2 separate regions of the Rattus norvegicus genome follow, and region 1 is linked to region 2. The links are chromatin contacts, called in public Hi-C maps. All regions are on one chromosome and are shown on one strand. The core of a region is the stretch at or near the end of the contact, and the rest is flanking DNA. Distances in the headings are between cores, read along the strand shown.

Region 1 (7,323 bases), core at 955-3,454, 560 kb before region 2:
ATGTCCTCGGTTCACCTTACGGGCCACCACTTGTCGCGCCCACCTTGGCCGGCAAGGAAGATGCAACAGGGTTGGATTCTTCTCAACAGCCTTTACTGCAGGACACCTTCATTCTTGATATAGGGAGGCGGCGGCGGCAGCAGCCAGCCCTAAGTGTTACAGCTCCAAGAGTGTTACAGCTCCAAGTGTTACAGCTTCAAATGTTACGGCGCCCAGCCGCAAAGCCGCTCGCCTTATATACACAGCAGTATGCTAATATTCTTTCAGGGATTGGTGGGGCACGAGTCATCCAGCTACTTGTCCTCCAGAGATTGGCGCGGCATGAACTTCATTAGCATAGTACCGCCCCAGCCAGACTGACATCAGGTACAAAACCCCACGCATGCGCAGTACTGTTGTTCACAACAGGAGGGCGCCAGATTCACCTCATTATCATACAGCTGCCCTGACAGGGGACAAGCCTGCGCATGCGCGGTAAGTTATTCCCATTCAGACGGGGCTGGCTGTCGGTGCCATCTTTACTTCGCCGCCGCTCCTACAATTTATGGTGGAGGAGCAGGGCTTAGCACCAGCCTTCCTTCCATCACCAACTCTTCCCTATATTGCTCTCTACATTCCCCACAAAGCCTGCTCCAGTCCCTCGATAGACTTCTACCATAGTCGCTGACTTTGCTGATTGTGACCATGAGAACTTCACACAAGGGACATACATGGTACTGTGAATGCGGTTTTTTTCGTCCTGCATACCGTTTTTGTTTGTTGGCTTGTTTTTTTGAAATAGGGTTTCTCAGGGTAGCCCTGGCCATCCTGGAACTTGCTCTGTAGACCAGGGTGGCCTCAAACTCAGAGCCTGCCTCTGCCTCCCATGTGCTTGGGATTAAAGGCATGCACAATTACCTTCACGCTTTTTAAAGGTTTGTTTTGTTCACAGAGTTCAGTGAATTTTGGTGGATACTGGCAACCCTGTATCACCGCAATCACAGTATGGAATTTCCTCCGGCAACCTTCCTCCTGCTGTTTTTTGCAGTCAACTTCATCACCTTGGAAGAATTAAACAAGCAAAGAAGCAAACAAGCAAAACCCTGTAACAGGACCCCAGATCTTAGTAGGCTGAAAGACTAACTCAATGGTGGATGTACCATTCGAGCTGTAAAACTCAGCACATAGACAGCACCTGCCAAAACTAAAACAAAGACCTAATCCATCAAAGCCCACAGCTCTGGAAAATGTTCTAACCTTGCTTTTTGGCTTTTGTGGTTCTGCTTCTGGCTAACTGTTCTTGTTAACTCAAGTATGTCAACCCAGGACTTTTTTTTTTTTTTTTTTTTTTTTGTGCGTAAAATCTCGCCCTGAGAAAGGCTCCAGGCTGCATTGAAATCTTAAGCACCCAGTGTAGTTACCAGCCAGCTAATAAAGACTTTCTATTGGCCTAAACCCATGTCCGAGCATTCTTCTCTGGCGAATAACGCCCCTCCCCCAACATCCTATACATCTCAACATCTCATGAATAAACCCCCACATTCTCCAGCATTAGAAAGAACTGACCTACGTTGAAGAAGTGTTATGTGCCTGGAGAGATGGGGGATGGAGGAGGCATGGCAGTGGGCATGAATGTAGGCGGTGTGCCGCCCCAAGAAAGAAAATAAGCAAGGCTTGGCGACAGGAGCGAGTTCACTTTGACTCAAACTAGAATTTCCTCAATTCTCTCTATTTTATTACCGTGGAAAGTCGTGTACTCTTTATTTTCACACAGTCCAAGCAGGACAACTATGAAGTTAGTTTCCCTAACTCAACTCTGGGGATAACTCGGGGTCATACACATTCTGGGCAAGTTCTCTAAAGATTGAGGTACATAGCACAGGATAATTAAGTGATCATTAATTTAGTCGTACTTCAACCCTTGTCCCGCAGTGAGAATTAGTTATTACTACTATTATTACTTCAACGGTATTAGTTGAAGTGAATGGTGTATGGGTAAATGCGGGAGTGACTCTTGAGAGTCCTTGTTGGACGTGGTCCTGGGAGGTGCAGCCGAGCTCAGAATCCGGTCAAAGGGATGTGCTAGGGCGGACTCCCAATCGCAGGGGGCGCTCTAGATCAGCCTCGCGCTCGATGCTGAGGCTCCGCTCTAGCCTCCGGGACGCTGCTCTATGGTCTTGAGCAGGGGGACAAGCTGCTGCTTTTTGTCCTGACGCGGCGAGAGCGCGCAGGGCGCGTGCGCACGCGGAGGTGCTCGGTTTCGCGCGGACCGTGTGAGGTTCGGAGCGGAGAGGCGAGAGGCGGCTGCGGACCCACGGAGCGGCAGACCGAGCGGCCCCTGCGGCCCGCGGCGGCCAGGCGGCCCGAGATGTTGTCTGGGAAGAAGGCGGCGGCGGCGGCAGCGGCGGCGGCGGCAGCAGCGGCTGGGACAGAGGCCGGGCCCGGGGCGGCGGGCGGCGCCGAGAACGGCTCTGAGGTGGCCGCGCCGCCCGCGGGCCTGGCGGGCCCCGCCGACATTGCTACGGGGGCGGCGGGCGAGCGCACTCCCCGAAAGAAGGAGCCTCCGCGGGCCTCGCCGCCCGGAGGCCTGGCCGAGCCGCCTGGGTCCGCCGGGCCTCAGGCGGGGCCCACAGCCGGGCCCGGCTCCGCTACACCCATGGAGACAGGAATAGCCGAGACCCCGGAGGGCCGACGGACCAGCCGACGCAAGCGGGCGAAGGTGAGACCCGGGTTCAGGCTCTGGTCCCGGGGACCCGGGTGGGAGTGGGGGCGGGGTAAGGGAGGCCCGGCCTTTGTGCGGGGACCCGGGGTATCGGTCACAGGAGGGTGTGACCGTGATCCTCTGACTGGGAAAGATGGCTTCCCGACGCGTTTGTCTACCTGTGTGGCTGGTGTGTGCGGACGTCGGGCGCACGGGGGAGATGAGTGTGATGCTTTAGAGTCAAGCTTCATGAAAAGGAAGAGACCTCTCTTTCCCTTTTCCTTTCTTTCCTTTTTCTTTTTTTTTCTTTTTTCTTTTTTTCGGAGCTGGGGACCGAACCCAGGGCCTTGCGCTTGCTAGGCAAGCGCTCTACCACTGAGCTAAATCCCCAACCCCTCCTTTTCTTTTTCAAGGTTTTGCTGTACGCCAAGTAGACTCTCTTTACCCACCCCCCCTTTTTTTTTTAAAGATTTATTCATTTATTTATATAAGTACACTGTAGCTGTCTTCAGACACACCAGAAGAGGGCATCGGATCTCTTTACAGATGGTTGTGAGCCACCATGTGGTTGCTGGGAATTGAACTCATGACCTCTGGAAGAGCAGTCTCTTAACCGATGAGCCATCTCTCCAGCCTCCCCCCCCCCCTTTTTTTTAAACAATCATTTATTGTGTGTCTGCGAGTTGAGGTACGGACAGCTCGCCCGAGTCCGTCCTAGTCTTTCCACCACGCTAAGGAATCGAACTAGTTGTCAGGCCTGGCAGCCAGCGGGATCGTGGGCCCCGAGTAGATTTTTACAAATGTGGAAGCGGATGAAGAGTATCAGTTTGGTCACGGTGCTAATATAAAGATAAAGATTTGGCATCAGATCCAACACTATACACAGATAATCTCTGTCTCACACCTCAGTATACCAGATGGTGCATTTGGCACCAGGCCAGCGCTTTTCGTTTTCGAAAACACCACTGGTATTGTTAATAACCTCACTTTAAGAATGAATAAAGTGAAGTTTAGTTTCAAAGTTTGGTGTTTTGACAAGGTGTCATTCGTTACTGAAACAAAAAACAAAACAAAACAACAACAACAAAAAAAGCCCTCATACAGTAACATCGCCAAGCATTGGTGCAGCTTTATTGCACAGCATTGGCTTTTCCCAGAGATTCTCAATCTGGAAATAAGAGATATGTATGGATGGGTATGTAGTGCATACAAGAAGTAGTCTAAAGATGTGACTGGATGGCACAGGAGTTGCCAAGAAGGATTGAGAACCAGCGTTTCTGCCCGTAGCACCTCAAGATAAATACAAATGTTGGGTAAAGTGTGGCTTAGGTAACTTTTTGTACACTGTTCTCTCCTGCTGTGCTGGGGAGTTGAACCTTTTGTGTGGTAGACAGGTTCTCTACCACTGTACTGTATCACCAGTTCTTGGTATTTTGAAACTAAGTTGCCAGGTTGGCCCTGAATTTATCTTGTGACTGAGACAGGGCTTGAACTTGTAATGCTCCTGGGTCAACCTTCCGAGTCACTGGGGCTCTAGGCCTGTCTCACTAGGCCTGGCTTGTTTTGGTTTTGATTAACAAACATTTTGTTATGTTGCTCAGTTAGATCTCAAATTCTTGTGCTCAACTTATAGTGCCCCCTAGGCTTCCAGAGTGGTCACTGCACTGTGCAGGCTGCTGGGTATCGTTTTTTTTGCAAGTTGGTCCAGAGAGCCTCAGCTTCCTGCTTGAGAACTTCATACTCACTGCTCATTAAAATGAATTTGGAGGAAAGGTGGTTTGTTTTTTTGGGGGGGGGGGCTTTTATCAGACATGCATTAGGAAGGTGGGGTATTGGGATATAGATGGAGAGGGAGGGACAAAGGAGGGTCAACCAGAACTAATTATGTGTGAAAATGCCATAAAGAAACCTGCCAAACATGTTTTTAAAACCCACAAAACTAGAATCCTCTTTTAAACTTCTGAAGAAAGTGCATGTGGGACCACAAAAAACACAGTGACACCCTACCCCCAAGATAATTTGAATACATTTCAATCTGCCTGCATTAGTTTTTTTTTTTTTTTTAAGATTTATTTATTTTATGTATGTGAGTACACTGTTGCTGTCTTCAGACACACCAGAAGAGGGTATCAGATCTCATTACAGATGGTTGTGAGCCACTATGTGGTTACTGGGAATTGAACTCAGAACCTCTGGAAGAGCAGCCACTGCACTCAACCACTGAGCCATCTGTCCAGCCCCAACCCCCTTTGGTTGACTTCAACCCTTGGACATGAAAGAGGGCAGAATCCAGTAGGATTCCATTTTATCAAGTCATGACCAGAAACTGAGATAATTTAAAACACATTTGAGGTCTGGAGAGATGTCTCAGAAGTTAAGATTGCTGTCTGCTCTCTCAGAGGTCCTGAGTTCAATTCCTAGCAACCACTTGGTGGCACAGAACCATTTAGAATGAGGTCTGGTGCCCTCTTCTGGCGTGCAAGCATACATGCAGGCAGAATACTGTACATAATGGATGAATGGATGAATGAATGAATAATCTTTAAAACAAAACAGATATGAGATAATTAATTTGCCGGTGTTGCTTTTTAAATTATGTATTCATAAGATAAAAATAGCACCACAGTCAATTTAGAACATTTCACTGTTTCCCAGAGACACCTGTATTCTAGTTGTCTTTTCTCATCTCCCTACCTGCAGCCCCTGGCAATCACTGGTCTACTGTCTGACTATATGGAGTTATATCTGAATATCCTCTTCTAAATATCCTGTATGCAGCCTCAGTATATGTGGACCTTTGATTTTGTCTCATTTGATGGACTTTTTTGGGAGTCTCACTTTTGCTGTTATGTATAATGTAGTTATGAACAGTAATGTACAGCATGCAAGCATACACTTTCAAGTCTCTTATAATACTGTAGAGGAATTTTAATCCAGCAACATGGCTGCTTTGGGAAGGGATCAGAGCCAAAGACCTACTAGTACACATCTCAAATCCCAAACAATATAGGTAAAGTGACAAATCAGACTTGAGAATGAGTCAGAGATAGGATACGTCTAACTCTCACCAGAACCGCAGAGAAAAGAGTAGCAATTTAAGAGAGCAGCATAGAGAGGGAGAGGGAGAAAGGCAGTCTCACAGAGACAGGTTGCAGGTGAAGGCAGATGAGCCAGAGCAGGAGAAGGCAGAAGATTAGAACAAATTGCCAGAGTTAGTTTGAGGCTAAGCAGAGCAATTTAGTGAGACGCAGCTAAGAAGCCAGTTTGAATCAGCCAGCTTGGAGAGGAGTTTGGGCCAGAACAGCTGAGTCCAGCCAGAGTTCAGTGTGAACTAGAAAGGGTGAGCTTATTCAGCAGTAAGCCTCTGAGACACAATTACATCTGAGAAAATAAAATTTACTTTTGCATAATACCTGGATTATAATGGGTGAGTCACATGTGAATTCCGGTTTTTTTTTGTGAGGAATTGTTACCAAATGCTTTTCTAAAGTAGCAGCTAGAGTTTCACCTTTTCATTTGCAATGTGTGTGGGTTCTGTTTCTCCAGATCTTTGTACTTAGCATTGTCTGTCTTTTTATAGCCGTCTTTGTGAAATGCTATTTCATTGTAGTTCGATGTTCATTTTTTCAAAATGGCTAATGATGTTGAACATGGTTTTTGTTTTTGTTTTTTACATTTGTATGTAAGATAGCTATTAAAAAAGTTTGTAGTTTTTTTAAAGGACAACCCAAGCTGGTCTTAAACTTACTGTGTACTTGAGAATGACCTTACGTTTCTAATCACTTGCATTCACCTTTTGTTTTTTTGACAGAGGATTTGGGTTTCTTTGTGGAACAGCCCTTGCTGTTTTGGAACTCAGATTTGTAAACTAGGCTAGCCTTAAACTCAACAGAGTTCTACCTGCCTTTGCCCGCGTGCTGGGACTAAACGTCACATTCAGCTCTGCATCCACTTCTTAATTGCAGTGTGTCATTTGTACCCATTTATATCCAGCTCTGGGGATCAAACCCAAGGCGTCCTGTGTAGTAGACAGGCTCTATACTAGGTGAGCTGTATCCCCATCTCTACCTTCTTCTTGGCTCAGATTTTTAAAAAACAGGTTTAGAAGAGTGTTTTAAAGTAAGATTTTTAAAAGGATTTATTATATGTAAGTACACTGTAGCTGTCTTCAGACACATCATAAGAGGGCATCAGAACCCATTACAGATGGTTGTGAGCCACCATGTGGTTGCTGGGATTTGAACTCAGGACCTCTGGAAGAGCAGTCAATGTTCTTTAACCGCTGAGACACCTCTCCAGCCCAAGATTTATTTATTTATTTTTTAAAGATTTATTTGTTTTTATATAAGTACACTGTAACTGTCTTCAGACATGTCAGAAGAGGGCATCAGATCCCATTACACATGGTTATGAATCACCATGTGGTTGCTGGGATTTGAACTCAGGACCTCTGGAAGAGCAGTCAGTGCTCTTAACCACTGAGCCAACTCTCCAGCCCCCAAGATTTATTTTTTATTCTAGTTTCAAAACTTTTAAACTTTAATCAGTTCCAGTGTATGTATTTGGCTTATTCTGTTACTCCCAGGATTGCATCTAAGGAATATTTTTCTGGTTCCATTATTGTTTTTCTATCATGTTTTTCT
Region 2 (6,849 bases), core at 600-3,099:
TGCTCTTGTCTCGGATGCATCTGTAAGCCACGGTAAGATCTCTTCTCTTCTCTTCTCTTCTCTTCTCTTCTCTTCTCTTCTCTTCTCTTCTCTTCTCTTCTCTTTCCCTTCCCTACTCCTCTCCTCTCCCTCCTCTCCATCCTCTCCATCCTCTTCCTCCTCTTCCTCTTCTTCCTTCTCCTCCTCCTCCTCCTTCTTCTTCCTCTCTCTCTCTCTCTCTCTCTCTCTCTCTCTCTCTCTCTCTCTCTCTCTCTCTCTCTCCCCTGCATCTCTGCTGTCCTCTCTTTTTAGCTAACCTGTTTAATACCTTTTTTGGAAGGTGAGCGTTGCTTGGATGTTGTATTCTAGGCTTGTATTAATCATAAAAGTAACAACTTACACACTTCACTACTTCACTGAATTTTCACAGTAACCCGTGACACTGAAGTACCTATTTTTTTTTTTTTTTCCCGGAGCTGGGGACCGAACTCAGGGCCTTGCGCATGCTAGCAAGCGCTCTACCACTGAGCTAAATCCCCAACCCCCTGAAGTACCTATTTTACACAAGGGGAAAGAAAACAGACTGAAATCATTTAAATTAGTAACTAGTAAGTTGAATTAAAACCACACCTGCCTGTATTCACAGCTCAGGACTCTATTTTCAAATTTTATTTAGCATTTATTAGTTTATCTATATGAAAAATTTTCCCCCCGCACATGTGTTCTTGCAAGTGTGTGTCTGGCGTCCTCGGGAGGAAGGCAAGGGCATCAGACTGTAACAGCTGATTTAAGCCACTACGCTGATTAGTATAACTTCTATGTTAACATTGTTACAAAATAAATGCCCTAGAATCTGTACAGTTTATCCTTTTACTTATGTAAACGAGTGTTCTATCTGCATGTACACCTGCATACTAGAAGAGGGCATCAGTTTAGTTGATTGTGAGCCACCATGAGGTTGCTGGGATTTGAACTCAGGACCTGTGGAAGAGCTGTCAATGCTCTTAACTACTGCACCATCTCTCCAGCCTCAGCTTATTTTGAAAATTTTGCTTATTTTTTTTTATTTATATGGGTGTTTTGCCTGCCTGCCTGCATAACCTGGTGCCTGTAGATGCCAGAAGAGGGATCTGTCTCCCTGGAACTGGAGTTACAGCCAGTTTTTTTTTTTTCTCCTTCGGAGCTGGGGATCGAACCTAGATGCCTTGCGCTTGCTAGGCAAGCGCTCTACCACTGAGCTAAATCCCCAACCCCAGCCAGTTTTGAAATACAGCGTACATGCTGGGAACTTTGCAAACCAAGGTCCACTTAAAGTACGGCTATGACTCTGTTCTTGAAGTGATGGACTCAAGAACATACCAGTCTACCTGGTTTTCAAAAGACCTGGTCTTTAGCCCGAGATGACTGCAGTTCCGAGGACGATCCACTAGAGGAGGCAGCGCCAAGACAACCGTGCCTCTCTTTCCCACTCTCACCTCGTTTGTCAGCCTAGGAGAAAAATCCCGCCTCCTGACCCATAAGGCCACGGGGCCGGAAGTCCCACTCTCTCTTCCTGTTCTCCACCATGGCGGTGAGTAGAGCAAGAGTTGCTTTTGCCTCTCTTTCATCCATCTCCATCCGCGGCCGGCGGAGCCCACGAGGGCTGTTTCGCCGGTGGCTGGAGGAGGACGGAGCCCGCGATGCTGGTGGCATTAAGACCGGCAGGGCTGTGCGGGCGCAGGGCTCGCCCGTCACGTCGCCGCCCATCGTAGGAATGGGGCTCAGGTCAGCGGCCCCGAGGGCCCAGACGCGGGGTCTGGGGGCTTCCGGGAGCGCGAGCGGAATGTGCCGAGCTCTCTGTCGGGTCCCAGCCCAGGGGACTTGAAGCTTGTTTGGTGCTGGGGAGCATCTGCGGGTCCCTACTCAGGACTGGTGCTCGCTTGCAGACAGCTTGGGAAGGAGGAGGGCAGGTCGCGTAGGCCGATGTTTCCTGTAGTTTGTCATTTTAAGGTTACATTGTATTCTCTCCTGTCTGATTGGCTTTCTATAAGCTCTTGTGTCTATTACCCAGAAACATCGACCGCCTTAGCATTCAGGCTTACTCAGTGCTCCTCCGCCCCAAACACTGAGACCTTTTTAGTCCTTAGTCCATAGGATTCGGGACCGTAGAGATCAGACTGGAGAAGACATTGGCTTCTCGACTTTGACGGCTGCGTTTACTCTTTTCTGCAGCAAGATCAGGGTGAAAAGGAGAACCCCATGCGGGAACTTCGTATCCGCAAGCTCTGCCTCAATATCTGCGTGGGGGAGAGTGGAGACAGACTGACCCGAGCAGCCAAGGTGTTGGAGCAGCTCACAGGCCAGACCCCTGTGTTTTCCAAAGGTGAGTGGTGATGGGCTAGCCAGAGAGGCGTGGATGGAAGGCCTCAGTCCATCTAGCCGGAACAGGAGTGCGAATAGGGAGCTAGAGTAGACGTGTAGTATTCCGCCTGGTTGACAGGTAAGAACAGGGTTAATACATTACACTGCTGGGGTGAGAGACTATCCGTTCTTATTCTTAATATTCATGTTCGTATCTGAGTACTCTGTTTGCTTGACAGAAGAGGGCGTGAGATGTTGTTATAGATGGTTGTGAACCACCATGTGGGTGCTGCTGGGATTTGAACTCAGGACCTCTTTAAACCACTGAGCCACCTCTCCAGCCCCCTATCAGTGCTTCTTAACTTTAGGCTCTACCTCAGCTTCCTTAAAATGAATTCTGATTCCCTTGTGTGGCCACATGGGAGGTGTTAATGTGCTTGAAACATGGGGTCTGTTGGGAGTGTGGTTATAGGTGGTCTGTTGTTGGGATTGGATACCCTTTCTTAGTACCACCGGTGAGCCTGGGCTAGTTAGCCTCAGGACATCTGGACAGTCGGCCTTTTGAAAATACTAGCTTTTACCAATGTCAACCTCCCAGCTTGTCCCTTCCACACCCCATTCTGGATTTTGAATGCAGGTTCCTGTATGATAGAGCATAATGTTAAGCTAGGCCTGGTAGCCTATGATTGTAACTCCTGTACCCGGACTGAAACAGGAAGATTGCTCCCAGGTCAAGGCCAGCCTGGGCTACATTTGACATTCTCAAGGAGTATTAACGGTGCTAACCTTTGTCTCTGACTTGCCTAATGTCATGAACTCTGGGGATTGTAATGTTCTTAGCTGAAGTGCGGCTGGGGACATTAGAGCTGGAAAGCTCTGTTCTGTGTTGGTGGGTGAGGTTGATTAACACGTTAGATGCCGGGCAGTGGGAGTAAAATGTTACCTACCTCTCTGTTCCCTTCTTGCAGCTAGATACACCGTCAGGTCCTTTGGCATCCGGAGAAATGAGAAAATCGCTGTTCACTGCACTGTCCGTGGAGCCAAGGCAGAGGAGATTCTGGAGAAAGGCCTGAAGGTGAGGTGGGCTGGCCTGGAAGTGGGGAACATTTGATGGATGATGAGAGATGATTTGGTTTAAGGGAAGGGTTGCCTGTTCTCCTGGCTGGGATGCACAGAGTTTTGGTTTTGCTCCGGACCTTCTGGGTGTTGGTCTGAGCTCATACTATGCTCTTTAAACACAAGGAATAACCTGGTTGCTCTTTATGTCTCCTCAGGTGCGAGAGTACGAATTACGGAAGAATAACTTCTCAGATACCGGCAACTTTGGCTTTGGGATTCAGGAACACATTGACCTAGGCATCAAATATGACCCAAGCATTGGCATCTATGGCCTGGATTTCTATGTGGTATGTGGAATGTGGACTTCTTGATCCCAAGCTGCCTGTGGGGAGAGGGCCTGCTGCTCCTCTGTCTGTTGTCCGCACATGCTGTCTTGCTGTTGGGATGTAGTGCTGGGTTGAAGTCTGTGTCTTGTCTGCCTGTGTGTCCCCCTTGAGAGAAGGGCCTTGTTCTAGCAAGTGTACAGGTTCAACCACACAGGGTTGACAGGTCTCTGCTGTGCAAAGCTCTCTGGGAGAAACCTGTGCTGCCTTTGTCCCTGGCATTGGCTACCCTGTCTCCACTCATCCCTAGTCTCTGGCACACGTGAGTTCTGTGGGGAAGACATGGAAACAGACTGTGCTCAAGTGGGGTTTTCATGTGGAAATGACTCTGTTACCACAGTGCTTCTGTGAGAGCAAAGAGCCAGACGTAAAAGTGAGACCTGAGGGGGAGGTCGGTTAGGGCGGCAGAGCTCTGGGCAGCTTCTGAACCAAGGGGGTGAGTGTGCCTTTGTGCCTTTGGGTGCTTTACATTTCTTCACATTACACATGTTGAAGGTTTTTGTTGTGAGGCAGGGTCTTTGGTTTACAGCCCAGGCTGGCCTTGAACTCCCTGCATGTTAGTATTACATGTGTGTCTGGTGCCTAGAGGCCAGAACAGGTCAAGGGAATCAGATCCCTCTTGAGACTGACGTTACAAGGCTGGAGACCAGTTGGGGAAGGAGCCTGCAGGGCATGTGTGTTCAGAGCTTGGTGTGTTGTCCGGGTAGCTAACGACACTTCCGTCCAACAGAGGTACTGGTCTTGCTTCAGAATCTGTTAAGTTTCTGGATGACTTGAAGATCGGTCTCTAATGTGTGAGTCTTGTCTGTCCACTGGTGACCCGGCCCTAGGCTGGCTAGATGACTGTTGGTTATTCTGGCACAGGTGCTGGGTAGGCCAGGTTTCAGCATCGCAGACAAGAAGCGCAGAACAGGCTGCATTGGGGCCAAACACAGAATCAGCAAAGAGGAGGCCATGCGCTGGTTCCAGCAGAAGGTAAAGCTGATTTCCCCCAGTGAACTGGTGGTGTGTGGTGCTGGTGGCTGGTGTTGGGTGGGAGCTCTGAACACAGTGCTGTTGGGTGGGTAGCTTGTGGAAAGATTGGATACTGGGGTGACTTCGTTAAACGGCTCCCAGGGTTGGTGGTGGAAAGGTCTTGAGTGTAGGTGTCTGGAGTCAGAATTGTCAAACTAGTTTTTGCTGCAGTTCTTGCTGTGGACGCTCGTTCTGAAAACAAAATTTCTTCTCTTTCAGTATGATGGCATCATCCTTCCTGGCAAATAAACTTTATCCAAAGGCCAATAAAGTTTTCTCAGAAATGCATGTGTTACAGTTGTGTGTTTGTGAAGTAGTGTGGCCACACTCAGATCCTGGGACCTCAAGCATTTAAAGCCCCAATGGGAATTACTGGCAGCTGCAGCCTGCCTCCTGTACACCGTGTTTCACCGCAGCTGAGCTGAGCATTGTGTTCAAGTGCCCTGCAGATGGACTGTGGTGCCGAGGCCCAGCTTAAGTGGGTTTTGAGCAACGCAGGATTGGTTAGGGTTTGGATTTGGTTGTAATTAAGGGCTGGATCAGTGCCCCCAGGAGTCCCTGGTTTGTGACTTGGTGTGTGGGTGTGTGGCAAAGGGATCACAGCTTCTGGTGTGGTGCTAAAGACTAAATTTTGACTTTGCTATTCATAGTTGAGTTGCATTTAAAATGAGATGATTGGGCCACCTGGTTAGGAAGGCAAATGTCTGATTAGTGATAGTCTTCCATTGATAGCTGTTACCTGGAGCAAATCTGTCTCACGGAAACATCATTAGACCACTAGTAGGTGTGTAAGTACTCAAATTTTGTACAAAGAATCTTGGCTTGTTTTATGTGAAGATAGCTGTAAATAGTGATCAAAAGTCATTATTTTGTGGACTGGGTAGGTGGCACAGGCAAGCTTGCTGTGTGAGCCATTACTCCAGTCAGGTAGGTGCTGGGCTCTAGTCAGCCGCCTAATGGCCTTGTGGTCCTGGTTTAAGGTTCTGTTGGACAAGGAGCCTTCACAAAACCGTTTAACCCATTTCCTTCCAATCGTGCCTTAGACAGCTGTTTTCCCCACAGTCTCTGTCTCTTGCTGTCCTAGAACTCCTTGGTCACCAGGACACAGAATCCTAACCCTCTGCCTCCTTAGGCTTTTTTGCTCAGGGGTTAAAGGCACACAGGGCCATGCCAACTTTTAAATTTTCTTTTAATTCAACTTTGTGTGGGTGGGTTTTTGCATGTGGGCCTGTACTTGGCTACCAGTGGAGGCCAGAATAATGCAGGTGGCATGTGACACGCCTACCCACAAGTGGGGTTGTGCCATGTCTGCTACATGGACATTGGGAATCAAACCTGTCTTCAAGAACAGCTGGTGCTCATTACTACCGAGCCACCCCTCCTGCCTTCTGTTTGCTTACTGAGACCTCAGTAAGTGAGCTGAAGGAGTAAAATTTAAGTACCTGTAATTAAAAAGCACAAAATTTATAGTCAAGCAGAAAATGGAAAGAAACAGAAAGAGGTAGGCCTAAACATGCCCGGACAAGCCTGAAATAAGGCTGCCAAGTCATCAGTGACGATAGCTGACCATAAAGGTAAACAGTCTCCACAAGGCCGAGGACCATCTGGAGTCGCCCACTCTCCCCTTCCTCCCAACCCCTCTGAGGTTAACTTGACCGCCAGCTAACCAAAATAAACCGCCGTACCACATCGCTGGAATGTTAAATCACACGTGCTACTTGCTGATGTAGTCGCGCACCAAAATTAGCCCGCCACTGCTTGAATCAGCCAATTACGTGTAGCCACGCCAAACTCCCTAAACTTTTCCTGTATAAACCCCTGATTTCTGAGCTTCGGGGTCGACTCCTCTGTCTCCTGCGTGAGACAGGTGTTGGCCCAGATCTCCATCATTAAACTGCCTCTTGCTTTCGAGTCAAGCGGGTCTCTCTTGTTTCCTGGGGCGCGCTATCCTGAGACTCGAGGGAGGGTCTTTCATTTTGGGGCTCGTCCGGGATCTTTGCGCGACCCCTGGGGACCCGGAGACCCCTTGGAGGTACGTTGGTGTGAATCCTGAATGTTAGTGTGCGGCACCGCA

Evidence for each region. Hi-C and Micro-C count contacts between places; a contact is called where the count stands out from the background.
Region 1: a contact with region 2 is called in a Hi-C map of liver, with 9 times the contacts expected there. The contact joins the promoter of Kdm1a here to the promoter of Rpl11 in region 2. A contact is called at or near these places in 2 of 12 Hi-C or Micro-C datasets (liver and mammary epithelial cells).

The regions. Positions count from the first base shown.
Region 1 is chr5:154,116,656-154,123,978 of GRCr8, reverse strand. It overlaps Kdm1a (lysine demethylase 1A), which reads left to right and starts at 2,204. Exons shown (of 20, transcript NM_001130098.1): 1 at 2,204-2,698. The coding sequence starts at 2,348.
Region 2 is chr5:153,555,802-153,562,650 of GRCr8, reverse strand. Rpl11 (ribosomal protein L11) reads left to right here and starts at 1,849. Exons shown (of 5, transcript NM_001025739.1): 1 at 1,849-2,341; 2 at 3,288-3,394; 3 at 3,594-3,725; 4 at 4,626-4,736; 5 at 4,995-5,059. The coding sequence starts at 2,218. The coding sequence ends at 5,024. The region is part of intron 2 of LOC134487012 (a long non-coding RNA gene); the gene reads right to left.